7 separate regions of the Mus musculus genome follow, and regions 1, 2, 3, 5, 6 and 7 are each linked to region 4. Evidence: chromatin contacts called from public promoter capture Hi-C data. All regions are on one chromosome and are shown on one strand. Each heading gives the region's core, a stretch centred on a gene start, on an enhancer-like site or on the middle of the called end of the contact. The rest is flanking DNA. Distances are from core to core; before and after follow the strand shown. Region 1 overlaps Ddhd1 (DDHD domain containing 1). Region 2 holds the start of 4930527F14Rik (RIKEN cDNA 4930527F14 gene). Region 3 holds the start of Styx (serine/threonine/tyrosine interaction protein). Region 4 holds the start of Cgrrf1 (cell growth regulator with ring finger domain 1). Region 5 holds the start of Tmem260 (transmembrane protein 260). Region 6 holds the start of Gnpnat1 (glucosamine-phosphate N-acetyltransferase 1). Region 7 holds the start of Ero1a (endoplasmic reticulum oxidoreductase 1 alpha).

Region 1 (3,081 bases), core at 575-3,074, 1.2 Mb after region 4:
TGTTATAACAGTTTTTATAATCAGCTGGGGAAATGAGGCCACTGAACTACGTGTTTGCTAAAAGTAAAAATTATTCAATTGCAACATCATAATATCAAGTAGATGTTATTTTAGAAAAATATGCTATTTAGAGATAAGAGAGCTGGGATGTAGCTCAGTGGTAGAGCATTGACTTCACACGTGCAGGGCGTAACTCTGGTACAGCATTCGCCTCAAGGATTTGAAACCTTGGGCTCAGTGTTTGTATGAAGGATCTAGAAGCAGAAATAAAACAATGTGGTGTCTGCGATTTGGTTCAGACCATGAGAGGAAGGGGCACTTGTTGAAGGGATAACATGAGGGTTTTTACAGTGACCCTTCAGCATCCTCATTATGTTGCACCAACCATAATCCTATCCACTTGGTAAAATTCACATAACTGACACCAAAAAAGTAAGTTCAATGACACCTTAATTTTTAAAGTAAAAAAACTCGCAATTTACATTATAAAGAAAAGGTAAGAGTCTGTGGAGCAGAAAAAGTACAGGAGCCAGAGGAATGATTCTGCAAGATGGCGTCCTGTGGATGTAATAGGGAAGACCACCACTAGACATGCTAACATGGATGGCGGAAAACTCATGAGGGCCGGTCAGTCACTAGAGGAGGAGCTACCGGCAAGTAACTACTTCAGAGGGAGGGAAAGTTAGTCATCTTCAGACGAGCTCCCGAATTGTTATCCAGTAACACATGGGCAGACCTGAAGCTATATACACAGAAGCAACACTAAACAGACCTAGCAGGTTATATTTATACAGTGTGTGTGTGTTCAATAATTTGAGAGGGAACAGGAGAGGCGAGTACTGGGATATGAGATGCTGGAGGGAGGAGAGGAAGAAAGAAAAGAATTGATCTAATTATATCTCAGTTAGATAGTCCATGACTGGGTGGTGGGTGGAGGTGAGCACAGCATGGACACACTCCCTGTGCTCTCACATCCCCCATGAGCCGTGCCATCTAGAATGTTCTGTACCCAGGAGCAGCTCAAGTCCTGTGACAGACAGGAAAGTAACTGAGGCAAAGCAGTGCTGAGTTGCAGCTCAGCTCAGTCGCAGGCAGCGGCAGGCAATGGGGACAGGTGGCCATGTGAGGTATTTCAACATGTGTGCGAGGTTATGCCCAGAGTTTGTCTTATGTTTACTTGTTTGCTTTATTTTTTTTTTTTAGGATGAGAGAGGCTGCAAGGAAAATGGAAGAAAAGCATTTTTCCAACCATGCAACACATGTTGAATTTCTGCCTGTTGAATGGCGATCAAAGCTTACTCTTGATGGAGGTATATTTTGTTTGAAATTGAATGAATTTAGCCAGTGACAAAACTTTTCTGGAATAAATATACAGATTTTAAAAATTATTTTTATTAAGAATAAAATCCTAGCCAGGTGTGGTGGCATATGCTTTTAATCCCAACATTTGGCCAGTAATACAGGATCTCTGTGAGTTCAAGGCTAGCGTGGTTTATCTAACCAGTTCCAGACCAGCTGGACGTACACACCATGAACAGATCTTTTCTGTCTTAGGGTATATTTCACTTTTTGTTCCAGATTATTCAAGAACATATTTGAGGGGAAAAATGTTTTTAAAATTACTAGCATTGACTTGTGTCTTTGGACTGCCATGCAGACCTCATAGATCACACTGTGTGTGTGTGTGTGTGTGTGTGTGTGTCCTTTGTGATTGGGAGGAGATGTAGGTCTCTCTGATACCAGCACACACTTTCCCCACATTGCTACACATGCACACTCCCCACTCCTTTCCCAGGCACTGGTTTTGTTTTAAACAGTCTGACCTTTGTAGCCCAGATGGCCTTGAACTCACAGCCTTCCAGCCTTTGCCTCTTGAGCCCTGAGTTCTGGGTGTTACCTACTGGTGATAGTTGGAAGGCACTGAGATAACTGGAGGAAGTCAGCCAGAAAGATCCTGTTCTTTCTGCTTCCAATCTTGTAGCAGTGGGAGGGCAGAACTGCAGGGGCAGAGAAGAAGCCAGGGACGGCCAGAACTTACGGAAGGAAAGGCAGACCATGGAAGTCCTGGTCACAGCATGGCTACAAAAAATTGTACAAGTATTAAATTCATAATCAGCTTTACTCTGCATGAATCTCAAAATTAAAGCATGCTATGGCAAATCCCAGTGTACTAACTAGTCGTAAAAGGATAAAAACAATGATTTCTATGCTGCTTACTGTCTCTGCACATAGTAACGCATGAAGAAGGGATGACAGGGATGAAGAATTCAAAGCACCAGTTCTGGCTCACAGGTCACTGCTATCTGCTCAGAATACACACGCACACATCACAGAAAAATCACTAGAACCGATCAACTTAGCAAGGTCATGACATAGAGGATTTATGTGCAAAAATAAGTGCTTTTCTGTAGACCAGCAAGAAATAAAAATAACATCAAAAATGCAGTACACCAAGGAATAACTTAAATATCCAACTTTTATATAAAATGTATAACTTTCAATGACGTAATTTTAGCTTAATTTTATACATTTAAATATTAAAGTACAAGTACTATTAAAATATAGAAAATTTAAATACAAAGTTGATTTTCCTCATTAAATGGTCGAATATTCTAGAGATGCTAACTCTCAAATTGGTCTGTAGATTTTTCACAGAACTTAGTAAGCTGACTGTGAAATGACTGTAGAACAGAGGGCCCAAAATAGCCAAGAACTGAGTCAGGGAGTCATGTCCTCCTCGGTGGCTGGAGCGATTTAACTTTTGAAGTTGAAACACTTTAATGTCAGGACAAAGCTAGGCAGATAAAGCAGGGCTGCAGCACGAGCCTCACACATTCCTGTGCTGATGCTGGAGCCTGATCACAGCAGAGCCGTGCAGAGCAGCCCTGCAGCCCAGGGCTGAAGCTGGTTATCCTGTGGGGCAAATGCTTAAAAGAGAGAAAGATGCCTGTTTTATACATCAGCTGGACCAAAGCTTTCAACAGTTTAGAAAAACATTTGGGAGACTAGCTCAGAGCACATAGAGAGTCTTAGTCTTTTATCGTGGTGCCTTCTGGTCCTTACTGTGTTGTGCTAAAACTA
Region 2 (2,769 bases), core at 224-2,723, 1.3 Mb after region 4:
TGTCAATGAGTGATTACTGCTATGAGTATCCTATTTCCAGAAAGCTGGTCAATTTCAAGGTTGATTGCATGGCCCCAGTTCCAGCAACTGCACTCTGGTTTGGTCAGGTCAAACAAGGGCTTGCCATAAACATTGCTTCACCACCTCAAACTTGTTCCCGTATTTCCTCCGATGGGAAGTAAGTACCTATGTCCAGCCTCTGTAATGCCACTTTACAACTTGCTTTCCTGGTAAGGTACTTTCTGTGACCCCCCCCCCCCTCCTCGTGCCTGGGATAAAAGTCTTCCTTCCTTCCTTTTTTTTTTTTTAAGATTTATTTATTTATTATATGTAAGTACACTGTAGCTGTCTTCAGACACTCCAGAAGAGGGAGTCAGATCTTGTTACAGATGGTTGTGAGCCACCATGTGGTTGCTGGGATTTGAACTTCAGACCTTCGGAAGAGCAGTCGGGTGCTCTTACCCACTGAGCCATCTCACCAGCCCCCTTCCTTTTTTTTAAAATACCAATTATAGTGGCTTTTAGGCAATTCGTGATTACTCTATTAACTATGTCTGTGGGGTAGGGAAGAAGTTGATTCAATAGTGCCAAAATGGTGGTAAGGAGATAGAGATATGAGGGCATAGACAGAGCCATAAATGTCTCTGGGAAGTTTGACTGGGAAGGAGAGGATGGCTGCAAGGAATGGGAAAGGGCGGGGCATTCTGAGCCATCCTCCCCTCTTCCCCCTCTTCCCCCCCCACCCCGCTTCCCCCTCTTCCCCCCCCCCCCCGCTTCCCCCTCTTCCCCCTCCCCTCCCCCTCCCCCCTCTCCCCTACCCCAGACCTGGCCCAAGAGGGAGGGAGGAGCTGAGCATAGTACATGCTGTGAGGGAAGGATCACCATGTCCAGAAGAGACTCGGGAGTCCCTGAAAAAGAGTCCAGAGTTCACAAATAGAGACCAGGAGGGCACGGGATGCAGCTCCAGGTGGACCAGCTTCTAATGGAGATCTGGGTGCCTCTGCACTGCAATCCTCTTAGGGGCTTGAAAGAGAGTTGGTAGAGCAAGGCAAGCGGGCTACTTCCTGAAGGCTTCGGCTTCAGTGAAGCACAGAAGTCATTCGAGGAGAAGCATTTAGGCTGTGTGGACAGGGGGCCAAGGTTGACTACTGAAGGGCAGTGAGGGGAGGGGTTACAGACCCATACCTATGAGGACATTAAGGCAGTACACAGCTTGTTTACAGCACAACATCAGAAGCAGCACATTATTGAATATTCATGTGGCTGGAGAAATGCATCAATATTTATCTGTGATGTTTATGTTCTTGGATCTAATGGCCCTCTAAGAGAGTTTAAGTTTCTTGGAAGCATAGACCCAAGGCAAGGTACACAGCCGGGGGGTTCTTTTACTTACCCTCTTTCGATCTTTTATTCATGCAGTAAATATTTATGGAGTATTAGCCATGTGCTGGGCACTGTACTCAGTTGGAGTGTGGCTATGAAGAGCCGTGCCTGTGGGATAGAGGGAGATGCCTTTCTTCTAGGAGCTCAGATTCTGGGTTCAGAGGTGAGCAAACAAACAAAGGCATGGTGACTGCATGGTCGTCTAGGACAACAGAAGCAGGTGGGGAAACACAAGGTGAACAGACAGGAAGGACCTGCGGCTCCTACTGAGTGTGCTGCCGTAGAGCCTTCCAGAGCTGACTCACACATAGCCAGAGAGGATCCAGGAAAGCCTGCAGGCAAAGGGATGGTGTGTGGTAAGACAGAAAGGCAAGGAAGCTTGCGCGATGTGACACAGACAGCAAGAGATCAGGAGGTCAGTTCAGGCTGGATCACGTGAGGCTTTTCAATGATGGCTGTCATCTGAAGCACGCAGAAGGCGGTTACTGTGAGAGTTACGGATTGGGAGGATTGTTCTGGGGACTGGGTAGGAAGTAAACTGGAGGGACATTGGAGAAAGCACATTGGAGGCTACTGAGTGCACGATCTCGATGAGATGACCTGACCATAGCTTAAACTATAGAGGGACGGTGGGGATGGAAAATGGAGGCTCAATTTGTAATCTACTCCAGACACAGACTAGCAGAACTCAGCGTTAAGTGGGTCACTGTAGAAGGGCAGAAAACGAAAGCAGAAGACCAAGCTTGCCTCCTCATTTTTAAGTTACACAACAGAGTCGAAGGTACCATTTGATGATACGAATGATACAGACATTGGTGAAGAAGTCCAGAGTCTCACCCTGAACAGAGCACTCTGAAATGTTTCCCGTGGGTCTGAGATTCTGCAGCATCAAGAGCGGGTCTAGACAAGAAACCTGGGGCTCAGCAGAATGGCCATCTTCAGCCTCTAAACAAGAAAATCATCTAGAGAGAGAATTTTAAAGAAGAAGATGGCACAAAAAAAAGAACCTGGAGCTGGGTATGGTGATGAGCACACCTTTAATCCCAGCACTTGAGAGGCAGAGGCAGGAGGATCTTTCTGAGTTTGAGGCCAGCCTAGTCTGCTGCCTACACCAAGGTGGAGGTACCGGGTGATATGAGAAACAGTTTGAGTGGGATGGTCAAAGCAATTGTCAAAGGTGAAAGCCTTCTATTGTAACCCCTTGTAGTTCTTAGCTAAGACTATAAAGACTATCAGAAGCAAAAAGCAGGATTATTAACACCACACTTAGTGAGCATCACACAGAAGCCTCCTGAAACACCTCCAGGCAGAGCCTCAGAGCTCTGGCTTATACAACAACTTCCAGCAAGATCAAGAAATTAGAGTGGGGTGGTGGCATATACTTGT
Region 3 (2,709 bases), core at 130-2,629, 1.5 Mb after region 4:
AAAACAAATACAAAAAAGTGATCTGAATCAAATGAAGACATTCAATAGAATTGAGCATTTGGTATAAAGTCTCCATCTCATCTGTAACTGAGACTGGTCTCAAATTTGCTATAGAACCAAGGCTACAGTGACCCCTCCTTTCTCCTTCCACCTCCCAAGTAGAGGGGTTACAAGTGTGCCAGCCAAGAGTAGTCCCAAATACCTTTAAAACACTGAGAGATTAAGGGGTGTACACCTTCAATCCCAGCATTTGGGGTACAGAAGCAGGTGGATCTCTTTGGGTTTCAGGCCAGCCTCGTCTAGTGAGTTCCAGGACAGCCAGGACTTATATCAAACACACAAGCAAAACTCTAGAATCCTTTTTTGATCCTATTAAGTGTCACAGGTAAGAATCCTTGTCACTAATTTTAGCCTCTGGCAAACTCTAACTTAACAGTTTCTGGTACCATAAAATATTTGCAACAGATGTTAGGTAAAGAAAAAAATCAAGGTGGGGTGAAAAGAACCCTTAAATCATAAATTGGGAGAATTTTGCTCTCGATAGTACAGGCAAGATTTGTTACTAAAAATTTTCAAATTCAAAGAAGCTTAGCTTTTCTACTCCCCCCCCCCCCCCGCCCCACGCTAGTCATCGTTTTTTGTGGGTTTTTTGGTAGTGGTGGTGGTTGGTTTTTGACTTGAGTACTATTAGAGGGGTGCAATTCCAGAGTTCACGCCTCCGATCTATTCCACACGTGGGGCTGGCTATGTGTCCCGCATGTGAATCTAACATCAAGCTCAGATTAAAAACAACTCCACAGCGTGTTGCTCTGGTAAGGAAGAGTCTGTGTTCACGAAAAGCCTCAACGCCGAGGCGAGTGGTCAAGAGTACTCTCCGGGTTGGCTCCTCCGATAGGGTCCCGCGGGAGGAGGACCTCACTGACGCCCCTTCACGCCCAAGGGGAAAGGGAAGAGTCTGGGACAGTTGGGCCAGAGGCGCTGCTTGGCCGGAGACCCGGGGGCTGCCCGCGGCAGGGCGGGCCGCCGGGCACTCACCTCGGCGTCGTCTTTGCACTGCGGGAGCGAGGGGAACTCCAGTTTCACGTCCTCCATGGTCCCAGGGCCCCGGTGGGTGGGCGCGGTGCGCCCGGCCGCCCTCCGGGCTGGCAGAGGCGACAAGGGAAGGAGGGCGGGCGGGCGGGCGAGCGGTGGGGGGGCTGACGCGCGGCAGGCTCACAGCAAGCACTCGCGGACCACAGGATCCAAGCGGCTGCGACAGGAAGGCGGAGGGCAGGGCGGTGCGCTGCCGGCCGCCATGCTGCGGCCGTGTCCCTCCCGCAGGTCTCCGCGCCCCTCAGAGAGCCGGGATCCGACCCAGGCACGAGCCCATAACCGTCTCCTCCCGCCCCAGCCCACGCGGCCCAGCCAATCCCAGCCCACGCTCGCCGACGGCCCGCCCCCGCCGCCAGGTGTCAGCGCGCCTCCGCCCCGCCCGTCCGCGAGCGCGCAGACGCGGGGGGAGGAGCTTCCCGCAGGGCGGAGCTGCGGCCGTAGGGGAGGAGCGGTCGGGGCCAAGGCCTTCCCAAATGGGATGGGAGTCCGTCCCTTCAAAGTGTCCTCCACACTCAGAGGAATGCTGCTCGATCCAATCCGTGGGGGAAGTCATAACCAAACAGGAAGAGTTCAGCTTAAATTCATGTTAGACTACGAAAAAAACAAAAACAAAAAACCCCGAGATACCCATCATCTTTAAACAAAGTAGAAAGTGGCCTCTTAGGTATACTCCGGAGTGTTAACAACTCAAATTATCCAGAAAATTTCAAGAAAATGATTCTTAAAAAAAGTCATCAGAAATGTAAATGATAGTTTACTTACTAAATTGTATTCGGTACTCTTTAAGATTTCTCCGAGCCTATTTTTCAACATAAAAGATGATTGTGTGAGGAGCTGGCGTTAGAGTTAATAATTTTTGAAGAATATACCTTCTTCAGGGTCTCGCTATGTACACCAGGCTGGTCCTCAAATTTACAAGAGTTCTGAGATGAAATGATTAAAGGCCTGGTTTGAACTTCTGAACCACCTTTGGTCTCACTGAAGGAATCACTGAAGGCTGCAAAGTGTGTAACTAAGACTATCACTACTTTTCACTGTATTTTAACACTACTTCCTAGAGACCTCAGGACTGTCATTATCAAAAAAAAAAAAAAAAAAAATCCTTTAAAGTGGAAGGACCGCGTGTTTAACTTGGATTTCCTCTTAACTCTTTTCATGTTGTCATATATGTAATGCATGTTCAATATACAGGATAGCTGTTCAAAAATTAGGTGGCTAATTAGATGGTCTATGCTCTCTAGTGTTACATAAACTATTATCCAGCTTTAAGAATTACAAAAGGCACAGAATACCCTGCTAGTAATTTTTAATTAAAAAATAATCCAATGGCAAGTATTGTGGTAAATGCCTTTAATTCCACCACTCAGGAGAGGCAAGAAAATGTCTGTGAGTTGAGACTGGCCTAACCCACACAGTAAGTGTCCCAGGCCAGCCAGGGGTACATAGTGAGACCTTGTCTCAAAAAGAAAGGGGAAGCTGGGCAGTGGTGGCATACCCTTTTAATTCCAGCACTTGGGAGGCAGAGGCAGGCAGATTTCTGAGTTCGAGGCCAGCCTGGTCTACAGAGTGAGTTCCAGGACAGCCAGGGCTACACAGAGAAACCCTGTCTCGAAAAAC
Region 4 (2,927 bases), core at 169-2,668:
TAATAGTAAATAACACGGAGTGATCCACGTATGGTGGCACACCCCTATATTCCCAGCACTTGGGATGCTGAAACAGGACTGCAATCATACTATGCTACAGGGAAACCACCTGTCTTAAAGAGAAAACAACTTAAGACTGGACTTCATCTTATCTTGTCCACAACATGGGAGTTTTACGCTGTAACTCGGGGTCAAGTGGAAATATTAACATGTTCTTTTTTTCCAAAAGGAGATCCTATTATCAGAAACGGACCGGGACCTGTTAAAGTCTTTAAAGTAACGATGAATATGTAATCAAGTGGTATTTTTGAGCTTGATTTACAAAGCCCGCTTCAGTCTCAAACCTGTTTGCTTTGTTCTTCTTGCAAATGCATTCCCGTTCTCACATAGTTTTCAGAGAACTCGTTCCCCAACTGTAACAGCTCATGTCCTTTTCTGTACGGTCCACTTCCAGCCATGGTTCTTGCTCATTTAGAGCCACTGTTCAATACATTTGGGTTCACCATCTTTTCAAGGGGCTATGAAAGCTGCAGTCTAGAGAGCAACCGCTGTAGGCTAGTCCCGTGGTTTCAACCAGCTGTGTTTTATAAGCCTAAACATGATAAAACTGCATCTCCTCAAGAGGGATACCGGAGACTCAACACTGAAAGAATTGTTCCTGGGTTATGTAACTCTCCTAGAAGCAAAATGCCTCCACCCCACAGAATAACTTATTCCTAAAATCTCGCTCCTTTCTAAAAACGTCTTATTAACTAAAGATCACTTCCAAAAAAATAGACTGCATCAAGAAGCCATTCAATTAGCAATCGGTAGATACAGAATTCGGGTAAAAGTTCCTCTGAAAGATCTGGGACCAAGCAAGGGTCAGTTCGGGTCATAAACAGCCAAGCTCCTTTGGGTCAGGTCTGCGCGCCTGCGGGGCCGGTGACCGGTCCCCGCTAGGCACAAAGTAGGCCGGGGCCCGGGACAAAGCCTTCGGGACACGCACTCTGACCCCCGCACCAGGACCAAGTTCTCCCCTGCGGTCCCATCCCACGGGGGCAGCAGCCTGGCCTGGGCCGAGTGTGTTCGGTGGCGGTGACCGCTCTCCCGGAGTCACCCGAACCCTCTGCGCGGACCCCACACCGGGCCGGCGGTCCCCGCGCCCTCCACTCCCAGCCCTGGACACTCACCATCCTAATACCAGGCCGGTGGTGACGATGAAGCAGGTGAAGACCACCGCTATGTAGAAGAGCGGCGAGTATTCATAGAGCGTTACCAGGAACACTGCGGCCATCGGGGTCTCCTGGGCTCAGCCCAGCCCAGCCCGGCTGGCCCGGACCCGAGCCGGTATGGCGCCCCGGAGCGGACAAACTTTGTAGGTCCTCACTCGCCCAGGCTTCTGGGCAGCTGACAGCCGCGGCCACTGGAGACGGAATGCCAATCACAAGGTTGATAGCAGGTATGCCACGCCCCTCCCTCGTCTGGTCCCGACTACTGGCTACGTAACAGGGAGGGACCAGCTCCGCCCTGCCCTGCGCCCAGGATTGGTGGCCTGAGAGAATTCCGCCAGCCGGGCTCTGTTCTCAAATTCCTAACTGACATCTGGGGCCAAAATTTAAGTTAATGCAGATCCTCAGATACACGAGGTATCCTGGAAACCCTGCAAACCCTAGACAAATTTGGGAATGGGACAAGGGCCGGCATCGGCGCGACGGAATGGTCTACGAAAGGAATGGTCTCGATTTGCGGATTGTCGCGGAAAACCCGAAAAGAGGTCACTACCGCGAGCGATTTTTTGTAACCTTATCAACCTTTGCAAAGTAAGTTTATTCAAAGGAAAATCGGCATACGTACTCCCTCGGCCCTCTTTTTTCTTCTCCAATTAGAATTAGCCAGATCTTTGAAGGTTTTAGTAACTAATTTTTGTTTGTTTATTAGGAGATCTTAGTACAGGAAGTAGCTTAATGTCTGCTTCCTTTCCTCACTCTTGTCATCAGTGCCTCAAAGAAGCCTCCCGGAAGTTTCTCCTAAAACCACTTTTATATTTCTTTTACTTAAGCCCTAATGTGATCCCTAGTTACAGCATAAACAGGAGAAACACCTCCCATCACAAATCCGATCCTGTTACTGAGGAAGAAGGGGAGAGTGGACATTAGGACGCTTAAGGAAAGGTTTCATGCCATGCTCTCAAGTCACCAGGAAATGTGTGCTTCAAAAAGAAGAGTTAGCTTCGTCCAGTGACCTTGACCAAATAGCCTTGTGTTTTCTGGAGTACTGCTATTTAAGCTTGTTTCTATGTAAATTTTCTCATTAGTAGATATTGAATTGTAAAAGTATGTTTATTTAAGCTATGCTTGGTTGTTGGAATGTTTTTTACTACCACATCAAGCACTGCAGTGAGTATCCATAAAGCTAATTTACTTACTTAGGCTAAATCATGGAGGTAGGACTTTATGTATATTTAATTTTTTTTAGAGACTAGAGTCTAGAAATACTGTGTTAGATGCAATCACACCATTGCAGGTAGCCAATCTGAAGGCAATTTTATTACAGTAAAACGAAAAGGGATGTTTATCGTGAAACAAAAACATAAGTTGCAGGTAAAGTAACATTAAATACATAGGAATGACTTTGTCCCCACTCAACCCCCACTGAACCTACAGTAAAGAGATGTAAGATGTAAGCCAACAAGATGGCTAAAGGCACTTGCTACCAGGCCTGACAACCTAACTGGAACCTTCTGGAACCACGTGGTAAAAGGAGAATACAGTTGTCTTCAGACCTCTGCAAGCATGGGCCATAGTAAATATAATGTAATGAAAGAAAAGTAAACATTTCCCAAAGTGTAAAGAAGAGAGGAAGCAAGAAAAGAAAAAAAATAAATAAAGTAATGCTTTGGAAGATACAAATCAGAAAAGAACAATTCACCAATCCAGACACGAGAG
Region 5 (2,700 bases), core at 135-2,634, 1.6 Mb before region 4:
GTCCTGGTAATCCCCATCTCAGGGCTTTCTTGCCGTGTAATCCTCTCCCCTTTGAACTGGTCTAGATTTACCGACTCTCTCCAATAAAACAGGGCAGTGGCATATCACTTCCAGGATTAGGTCTCAAAAATGACAGAGGTGACAGAATGCTCTCTTGCTTTTGACAGGAATCAGCTATTTTATGAAGAGAGCCACATGGGATATAGGGCTAGACTTAAGTTTGGAAGTAGATACTCCCTAAACAGGGTCCTGAGAAGTTGCAACCCTGGCCCCCACCTTGTCTTGTGTTAGTGAATCCGGCTAAACTGCACCTAGAGATACTGATCCACAGACAGATGATAAATGCTCCCCCCTGCAGCCACCAAATCCGGGTGAACTTGTCAGGTAGTGAAATTATAAACAGCTCATGGGCTCTTCAGGAAACGGTTTGACTGTTCCATTACAGAACCATTCTGAAAACACGGCTGATTATTATGAGAAATTATTGATCACTTTATCTGGCTGTAAAAACCAAACCAAACCAGGGACTTGTTTCTAGACTCAGATATGTGAAAAGTATGCCCTAGCTTAATCTGTGTGAAACCTGTCTTTCATTTTCACAGGAAGAGGGGTGCTTTCAGTTGCATTCCCTTTTATGAGTTCCCCTCTAAATTTTCTGCATGGCTGGTTCCTTAATATTCAGGTTCTAACTAATACACCTCCAAGGTAGCCTTTCCTGACCTTCTGAGGAATCTACTCATTACCACTCCAACCACATTCTCCCTTAGTGCCTCCGTAACTCACCACTACTTAAAATGTAGTTTATTTAATAACCCGTTGTGTCGTCTCTAAACACAGTAGAACGCTCCATGCTATTTGTTAACTACTGTCAATCTTTTTTTGTCTGTGACACTGTAAGGGCACGACAGGTGATACAGGTAACAACGATCCGGGCAAAGTGGACAGTGGTTAAATTTCATCGGCTGAGCAGCTCGAGAACACAGAGACCAAGATCCAGAACCGGAAAGAGAACTGGTTCTGGAATTCAGAACCGTGCACGGAGCTCCAGCGAGGGGACGCGGGGCCGGGACACCGAGGCGGCGGCACCCGGAGGCAGGGGGGCGGGGAGGAGGGCGGCCTGCGAGTACTTTACCCGAGTCTCCCCCAGGCAGCGAGCGGGGCAGCGTGAGGGTGAACACGGCAGCCACGGAGGCGAACACGGCCACGCTGCCGCGGAGGGCCCCGGAGCGCCACGGCCCCGCTCCGGCTGCCGGGCTCCCGCCGTCGCCATGGAGACCCATGGGCCCGGACGCGCGCAGCTCGCGGACCGTGACCCCTCGCAGCGGTGCGGACCTTCCCTGGCCGAGAGGCGCGCACAGCCCGCGCCGGCTTCCGGTCTAGCAGGGCCGAGCGCACCATACCTTCGCCCGCCAGGTCGGGGAGGAGGAGATGGCGGGCGCACTCCGGCACGGCTTAGGAGTCTTCTGGGGGTCACTGCGCGTGGTACTGTGTCTGCGTCAGTGTGCTTTGAAGTAACGAATCACAAGGGAGCATAATTCCCAACGACATCAATCATGGGCCAGGCCTACTCGCACTATGCAGTCTCTCTCCCCCTTTCCGCACTGACTTGGTCCGTTCCAAAAGAGACGGAAGTGGCGTGGATAACGGTGAGCCAGAAAGCGCTGCTCTGCCCCCTGTGGCGTGGGGTGGAACTGCATAAGAGAGCCCCCTAGAAACCCAACAAGGAAGGGTTCCAACCATGTAGTAAGCCACAAATACATTAATTGCTATTATATTTTTCAGTGGACTCATTGATCGCGGCTATGTATTTATAGAGCCTTGCCTCATTAAAATTAATGTAAATCCATATGCTAATTATTAATTCACTAATTTTAAGATATTAAAATGTGCTAATTAGCCTTTTTTTAACATGAGAACTCAGTAGGTGAGTTGAAATACTTGAGTTAACAAAATTAACTCTTCATGATAAGAGTGTCTCCTACTTAAATGAAGAAGAATGATTTTTGTTTTTTTGTTTTTTTTGCTCTAAAAGTGGAAAATGAAATCAAGAGCCCACATAAATAATGCAAATGGAATGTAGAAAGAGATGGGAGCTACTAGACAATACACAGCACACTGCTGAGAATTGAATCTAGGGCCTCATGCAGGCTAGGCTAGTAAACATTTTAAGCTTGCAGTTTGCATTATTTTAGCAATTATTCAGTCTGGGAAGGGAGCGGGCAACCTCCTTAGAATCTGTGTCAGAATACACGGGAAATGGGCAACATTCACAAATGTGCTATTTGCAGTCTGACAGGAACACTGTGTCCAGGCTGTGAAGTTGATAGGCAGTAATTGTGCCCACCTATCTTAGTCTTTTCCTGGTGTTTATAAAATGCTTTATCATCTGAGCTCCTGGGACACAGGGGTTGGGCAGTGTACTTTCCTTATTGCATGAGAAAACACTATGACCAGTGAAACTTATAGAAGAAGCAGTTTATTTGGGAGAGATTTTCATGGCTGGGAGACATGGTAGCAAGTTCTCCATTGACGTCCATTGAGGAAAATGCTTTTCTTGGTAGCAAGAGATCATGAGAAATACACCTTTCAACTAGACAGCTTGTCCAGGATTATCTTGTATGTATGTGTGTTCATATGTGACAATGTGTGTGTGTGGTGGGGAGGGGAGTTGTCCAAGTCTGTACATGTAGAGACCAGAGG
Region 6 (2,997 bases), core at 187-2,686, 1.4 Mb after region 4:
TGTTAACATAATGTTAATTCTACAGGCGAAGCCATGGGGACACATGACTTTTTATTCTGTATTTCTCTGATGCTGCAAGTTTTAAAATAAGCAAAATAATGTAGTAAGACATTAAAAAACAAATATTTTGGCTGGCGGGATGGCTCAGTGGGTAAGAGCACCCGACTGCTCTTCCAAAGGTCCAGAGTTCAAATCCCAGCAACCACATGGTGGCTCACAACCATCTGTAACAAGAACTGACTCCCTCTTCTGGTGTGTCTGAGGACAGCTACAGTGTACTTACATATAATAAATAAATCTTTAAAAAAAACAAATATTTTAATGAGTTCAGAGATGGAAGTGGTATACGTCTTGGTATATTCAAGACATTTCTTCCTCCTCCCCTATCTATCTATCTATCTATCTATCTATCTATCTATCTATCTATCTAGTGACAGCATTTCTCTACATATTCGGGGCTGTATTTGATCTAATTGTGTAGAACTGTCTTGAACTCACAGAGATGCACAAAGCCTCTGGTCTCTAGTGCTGGAATTAAAGGCATGCACCAAGTACTACACACACACACACACACACACACACACACACTCGCTGTGTGTGTGTGTGTGTGAATGTATGTATGTATGTATGTATATCTCCAAATCTCTGCTTCCTCACTTGTCAGATGACACTAAATGACACTTAAGAGAGAGACACTGGAGGTAGGAACCTTCCCAGGACTGAGATTACAGAACAAGCACAGTATTTGCTGTATACTGTAAGATGCTTTCAGGGCCCTGGCCTCTACCCCACTCTTCACTGCCTGGAGAACGTAGCCACTTCTTGCCCAGAGTAAGCTGAAATGTTCCGGGTGTCATAGGAAGCAAAGGGCTGCAGTGGAAAGCTCAAGAGAGCTCAAGGGTGAGTGGTTCCAGCTCAGTTTCTAGAAGACAGAAGCCCAGCCTTGTCTCAGACATTTGACAATCAGGAGATGTAATCACCAGTCCTGTTAATGGACTGCATGCAAGTGAGGGAGGGGGACGATGGGACTGACAGGGTAGGAGCCTTAGGGCTCGGAGAATGAAAGGAACCCACACCGGTCATCGCGGTAGGCTGCTTATACTCCTATGGCTTTATTTTCAGATAAGGTGTGAGAGCGACGGTGGTACTCTCGTGCAGTGAGCGAAAGGCAAGTCTGGAAGGTAAACTGATGACGCAAGCTTTGCCCCTGGTCTTTGCCCCACGCCCCGCCCCGCCCCGCCCCGCCTCGCCTCCGGAGCCCAGGAGTGGTGTGCGTGGCCGTGCCTCCGCGTGCGCAGCGGTGCGTGAGGGCGGGGCAGGGCAGAGGCGTTGGTCCGGCCACGTTTGGCCTGGCGGTTCCGGCTGCGGCGCGTGGGGGCGCACGGGGGGCGGGGCTGGAGCTGCAGCCGGATCCGGATGCGGCGGCGCTTTGACCCGCAGGGAGACTGACGCGCCGGGACTGGAGCGTGGTCCGCTCCAGTGCGGTGAGGCGGCCTGGGGCTGGGACGCGAGGGCTGGCGGGCTTGGGACCGCAGAGGCTGAGACGCCCTGCCCGGGAGCCGGGCGGCAAAGCTTGATGCCCGGCAGTCTGGCCGGGCAGGGTCTTGGAGGGCCTAGGAGTGTCCGTGGCGTGGGAATGGGGGACGGTCCTCACCTTTTCTGCCGCCGTCCCTATGAAAGGGCGCGAACCCTCGGTTCCCTTTTACGGGTGTAGCGGTCAGAGCCGCTGAAGACAAGCACCGGCTCTGAAGAGCCCCAGCTGCGCAGACTGTATGAAACCTGGGGTGGGGGAACCTAGAACTTGAACCTCTAGAAACACCAACTGTGTGGTTTCTATTATGTGTTAGAGCTAATGTTTATGTAAGGCAAGCATAAAATTTGTTCCTGTAAAAAAATAAATGGGGGTTTGTTTGGGATTAATTAATCCAAGAGTAGGTCTCAGGAAATGGATTCATTAAGGTAGGAATTGTATGATTCAAACAGATTCCATGATGCAAAGATTGTCATCTGTTGACTTTCCTGCAGTAATGCTCTATGGGAAAATGAGAGGATCCTCATTCCAGGCCACTCATTTGTTGATGAGTGTTAACTAACCTTAGGGCTAGTCTTGGAAACTCGGTGCTCCCAACTGTGCAACTAGACTTGGGGCTAATCAGATCGTGTAGATTAAGTACACTAACGGGAAAGACTTCTTGCTTCATGAAATACTACCTTTCATGAAGATACTCGGAGCTGTCTACTTATCTGTCTGTCTACCTGTAACCTATCACAGCGAGTTTGATTTGGCTGCAGATCATGTTTAGAAATGTGTGAATCCTGGTCTTCAATCTTCCTACTTGTTGCTCCGCTGTTTTTCAGGAAGCAGCCGCTCCCCATCTATATCCAGACTCATTCAGAGGCTGGGAAACCAAACTTGAAGTTGGGTGTATGTCTTTTGTCTTCTCACTTGTGGCCATGTGGCAATCTTTTTTTCTACATGACTTTCTGAAATGTGATTTCTAGATAATACCTTACGTCATTCATTATTCATTGACTAGAGGTTCACTGGACTAGGGCTTAGGCAATACTCAAGCATTGTAAACAAATGCTAATTTAGAAGTTAAACCCTACTGGGTAGAGGGGGAGGGGCTTTTAGTTAGAGTTTACAACCAAACTTAGAGAGGAAGTTAGGTGGTGACCTTTAAGTGCTACAGAATGAAGGCTTCTTGTAGTTTTGTTTTGATAAAACAGCCTGTGTAGCAGGGGCTAGCCTTGAACTTGGGTGGGGGGGGGAGTAGTAGAGAGGGGTACCTTAGAACCAGCTTTTTAAAAAAATCTCCATGTTTAATCAACTCCAATAATTAGTTTTAAAGTGTGTGTGTGTTTGAGATAGGTGTGACTGGGTAGCCTGCTGTCCTTGAGTCCCACACAGTCCATGCTTCAGCCTCCCTAGCACTGAATCCAGGTCTTTGCCACCTCACCTGAATTTTTATTAGATTGTAATTAGGCATGACCTCT
Region 7 (2,821 bases), core at 153-2,652, 1.5 Mb after region 4:
GTCAAGCTGGTGAGGTGATGGATATATTAGTGTGATTGAGTCTTCCTACAATGTACATATGGATTGAAAACATATCTTACACACAATTATTAGTGAACTAAAAATAAGACTGGAAGACTGGTTGTGGTGGCAACAGGTGTTTAATCTCAGGTCTAGGGAGGCAGAGGTGAATTGATTTCTGCCTGTTCGAGGCCAGCGTGGTCCACAGTGTAAGTTCCAGACCAGTCAGGAATACACAGTGAGACCCTTCATCAAAATAAAAATGCACTACCCCAAGCTAAACGAGACAACGAAGCCAAGAAAACTGACGACATTGTCAGTTTTATGGAGCCGATGCACCTGTGTACTTCCAAGGCCAAGCTCGGCATTGCAAAGTGAATTGAATGGAAACTTGCTTTTAATCTGGAACAGTGTGAAAAGAACACCAGCAAAAACACCTGTAACAGAGACACTATGATCTGGTTCTAGAAAAGGTAAGTATGAGCTGGAATATAGCTATCGTGAAGACAATATTAGCTTATAAGGCCATATTATCTTACTCTGTGTACAGTGCATGCTATAGATAACAGGCTAAGCAAGGCTTCTCACTGCCTGACTCCAGTTCTTAGCAACAGCTTTCCCCATTTCCACTTATGAAACGAGAGATTGAATAGTCTTTACCACATTGCTCTCTAGCTTGTGAAATATGCCTAATTCGCATAAAATACAGCAAAAAAGGAGTCAATTTTTTATGAACAAATCGGGACTACACATTGAGCTAATATCTTCTCTATGCTAGTTTAATAAAAACATGTTTTTATTATTATATTTAAACATTTATTTATAAAATAGAGCCTAACTCTATAGGGCAGGAAGTATGTAGCTCAAGCTGTCTTTGACATTGAGCAATCCTCTTGCCACAGTCTCTGGAGTGTTGGATTATAGGTGTAAGCCGCGGTGCACAGCCCTTTGGAAACCAATTTCACCTGTTCCCTTTGTAGGATGTAGGAAGGGAAAAACTAGAAAGCCACTGAATCGTGTGTACGGCCGTGCTCCCCGAGATGAACTCCAACATCCTTTTAAAAGGCTTAGGCAGCCAGAGCACGGCGGACACGTAACCCAGGCTCGGGATTTCCTAGTGTTGAGAAAGGATGGGCTGGCTGGCGTGAGCTCCGGGGCGGGGCGGGCAGGACGGCGCAGGCCCCGGGCAGTGTGGCTCGGGGGATACCCCGACCCCGGAAGGACCGCGTCTTTGCGCCGGACGAGCTGCAGGCCAGGTGTACCGGAGGCGGGTGCGTGAGCGGGGCGCGCAGGAAGGCGGCCGCCCGAGGCTCGCGTGGACAGAGGCGCGCGCCGCTGCACGTCCGCAGGGGAGGCGGGAGCGCGGAGGGCGCAGGGCGGAGCGCGGGGCGGGGCCGGCGCAGGCTACTTCAGCGGGCGCGCGGCCTGCGCCGGGGAGCCAAGCACGGCGGCGCGGGTAGAGGGCGGTGGGCGGCGAGCGGCGATGGGCCGCGCCTGGGGCTTGCTCGTTGGACTCCTGGGCGTCGTGTGGCTGCTGCGCTTGGGCCACGGCGAGGAGCGGCGGCCGGAGACAGCGGCACAGCGCTGCTTCTGCCAGGTGAGGCGCGCGGGCGGCCCAGGGGCTGCGCATCTCCGGGCGCCGGCGATCCTGATGCGCGGCCCGCACCGCGTTCCCGATCGCCCCGGGACGGGGCACCCTTCGATGGGCGTGGGCGCCTGGCCAGCTTGTCACACTGCTTCCTTGCATCCTGCCTTGGCTGCTCCGTGTCCACAGGACCGGGGGTTCTGAATGGACCCGGCACCTGGGCACCTCGTGCGAGCGGTGCCGGGGACGTCCCCAGCCTTTCTGTTCCCGATATGGACTCTTGGGGAGACTAGTTGTTCTTTAGGTCTTGTCGTTGTCAAGAGGTTGAATGACCTTGAGGGGCTCTTTGGGTGGCCTGATCTAACTGCCTGGTGTCTTTGCGGCTGTTGTTGTCCTGTGACTTCTCGGCCTGTGTATGGTGCACCTTGCCCCTGAAGCTTATTCTCGTATACTGACACTTCCTTTGCGGAATCCGAGGTAGGCCCTAGCTCTTCTGTATTCAAGTTTGATTATGAGCTGTGATTATTTACTTCTGTAGGAGATGTGGGTTCCGTGAGCAAAACATTCAAAGAATTTTATTTTCTTAGTGTAGCCTGTAAATTTTGTATGAGGCCGTTTAGGCTAGGCGCATTGAAATAACTGTGAATTTCATTTTGCTGTCTTAAGGAAATGCTAACAGCTTGGAAATACCCAGAAGTATCATATTCAGTCGATGTGCTAGTCTCTTAGTGCTTTCTTGTAAAGCCTGGAAGAACTCTCGAATATTAGCGGTTCCCCAGACTTTCTTCTGTTTAAAAGTGTATTAGATCATTTTATTACTGAGATACTTAATATGTAAATTGTATTGTTAAACAGACGTTCACGACCACACCTGGCGCTGGCCAGCACCCTTTCCCCCTCGACTTGTTCATTACTGTTCTTTACGATGTTTAAAATACAGGTTTGTTTTGTGGGTATGTATATTGTACCTGTGAATGTACGCATTGTAGGGGGTGCTTTTAGTCCACAGCTTGCAGGAACCTCTCCCCAACCACCACATGGGACACCGGGATCCACCTCGGGTCCTCAGGCAAATGACCAAGCATTGGCTTTCTTATAGCCCTATAAGCAGTGGCTCTTCTTATAGCCACCTTTTTGGTGGACTTCGATTTCTGAAATTACATCTATAAAAAAATGGAGGGATAGACAGCCAGGTCACTCGTGGGTCTTATTATTTGTGATCAGAAATACGTGTAT

Evidence for each region. Promoter capture Hi-C pulls out the DNA fragments that hold promoters and counts their contacts.
Region 1: a contact with region 4 is called in a promoter capture Hi-C map of liver, with 2.9 times the contacts expected there. The contact joins the enhancer-like site here to the promoter of Cgrrf1 in region 4. A contact is called at or near these places in 4 of 39 promoter capture datasets (the 3T3-L1 cell line, hippocampal neurons and liver), 1 of 115 datasets of contacts at active chromatin or transcription factors (forebrain) and 1 of 9 other capture datasets (pancreatic islet).
Region 2: a contact with region 4 is called in a promoter capture Hi-C map of liver, with 10 times the contacts expected there. The contact joins the promoter of 4930527F14Rik here to the promoter of Cgrrf1 in region 4. A contact is called at or near these places in 8 of 39 promoter capture datasets (the 3T3-L1 cell line, 3T3-L1-derived adipocytes, hippocampal neurons and 3 more).
Region 3: a promoter capture Hi-C map of liver shows a contact between it and region 4, with 7 times the contacts expected there. The contact joins the promoter of Styx here to the promoter of Cgrrf1 in region 4. A contact is called at or near these places in 11 of 39 promoter capture datasets (the 3T3-L1 cell line, 3T3-L1-derived adipocytes, cranial neural crest and 6 more), 3 of 115 datasets of contacts at active chromatin or transcription factors (embryonic forebrain, embryonic limb bud and large pre-B cells) and 1 of 9 other capture datasets (liver).
Region 5: a promoter capture Hi-C map of pre-B cells shows a contact between it and region 4, with 4 times the contacts expected there. The contact joins the promoter of Tmem260 here to the promoter of Cgrrf1 in region 4. A contact is called at or near these places in 1 of 39 promoter capture datasets (pre-B cells), 1 of 484 Hi-C or Micro-C datasets (B cells) and 2 of 9 other capture datasets (adipose tissue and liver).
Region 6: a promoter capture Hi-C map of pre-B cells shows a contact between it and region 4, with 8 times the contacts expected there. The contact joins the promoter of Gnpnat1 here to the promoter of Cgrrf1 in region 4. A contact is called at or near these places in 5 of 39 promoter capture datasets (cranial neural crest, hippocampal neurons, liver and 1 more), 2 of 484 Hi-C or Micro-C datasets (B cells and CD4 T cells), 2 of 115 datasets of contacts at active chromatin or transcription factors (the 230-238 cell line and cardiomyocytes) and 2 of 9 other capture datasets (adipose tissue and liver).
Region 7: a promoter capture Hi-C map of pre-B cells shows a contact between it and region 4. The contact joins the promoter of Ero1a here to the promoter of Cgrrf1 in region 4. A contact is called at or near these places in 7 of 39 promoter capture datasets (3T3-L1-derived adipocytes, cranial neural crest, frontonasal cranial neural crest and 4 more), 2 of 484 Hi-C or Micro-C datasets (B cells and CD4 T cells), 6 of 115 datasets of contacts at active chromatin or transcription factors (astrocytes, embryonic stem cells, extraembryonic endoderm stem cells and 3 more) and 1 of 9 other capture datasets (adipose tissue).

What each region holds. Positions count from the first base shown.
Region 1 is chr14:45,614,759-45,617,839 of GRCm38.p6, reverse strand. It overlaps Ddhd1 (DDHD domain containing 1), which reads left to right. Exons shown (of 14, transcript NM_001042719.2): 6 at 1,204-1,310. Among named protein-coding and RNA genes, the nearest start is that of Gm41145, 34 kb to the right of the region's middle. Within about 2 kb of position 1,824, at least 6 of the 459 cell types and tissues checked have an H3K27ac peak or open chromatin away from gene starts, as enhancers often do. A contact at or near this core is called in liver, where this site is marked.
Region 2 is chr14:45,542,414-45,545,182 of GRCm38.p6, reverse strand. It overlaps 4930527F14Rik (RIKEN cDNA 4930527F14 gene), which reads right to left and starts at 1,473. Exons shown (of 7, transcript NR_045809.1): 1 at 1,394-1,473; 2 at 826-908. Gm41144 (a long non-coding RNA gene) reads left to right here and starts at 1,784. Exons shown (of 4, transcript XR_003951187.1): 1 at 1,784-1,798.
Region 3 is chr14:45,349,856-45,352,564 of GRCm38.p6, reverse strand. Styx (serine/threonine/tyrosine interaction protein) reads right to left here and starts at 1,379. Exons shown (of 11, transcript NM_019637.3): 1 at 1,036-1,379. The coding sequence starts at 1,092.
Region 4 is chr14:46,830,625-46,833,551 of GRCm38.p6, reverse strand. It overlaps Cgrrf1 (cell growth regulator with ring finger domain 1), which reads right to left and starts at 1,418. Exons shown (of 6, transcript NM_026832.4): 1 at 1,173-1,418. The coding sequence starts at 1,276.
Region 5 is chr14:48,445,036-48,447,735 of GRCm38.p6, reverse strand. It overlaps Tmem260 (transmembrane protein 260), which reads right to left and starts at 1,384. Exons shown (of 16, transcript NM_172600.4): 1 at 1,133-1,384. The coding sequence starts at 1,280.
Region 6 is chr14:45,387,235-45,390,231 of GRCm38.p6, reverse strand. Gnpnat1 (glucosamine-phosphate N-acetyltransferase 1) reads left to right here and starts at 1,436. Exons shown (of 6, transcript NM_019425.2): 1 at 1,436-1,484.
Region 7 is chr14:45,317,153-45,319,973 of GRCm38.p6, reverse strand. It overlaps Ero1a (endoplasmic reticulum oxidoreductase 1 alpha), which reads left to right and starts at 1,402. Exons shown (of 16, transcript NM_015774.3): 1 at 1,402-1,597. The coding sequence starts at 1,484.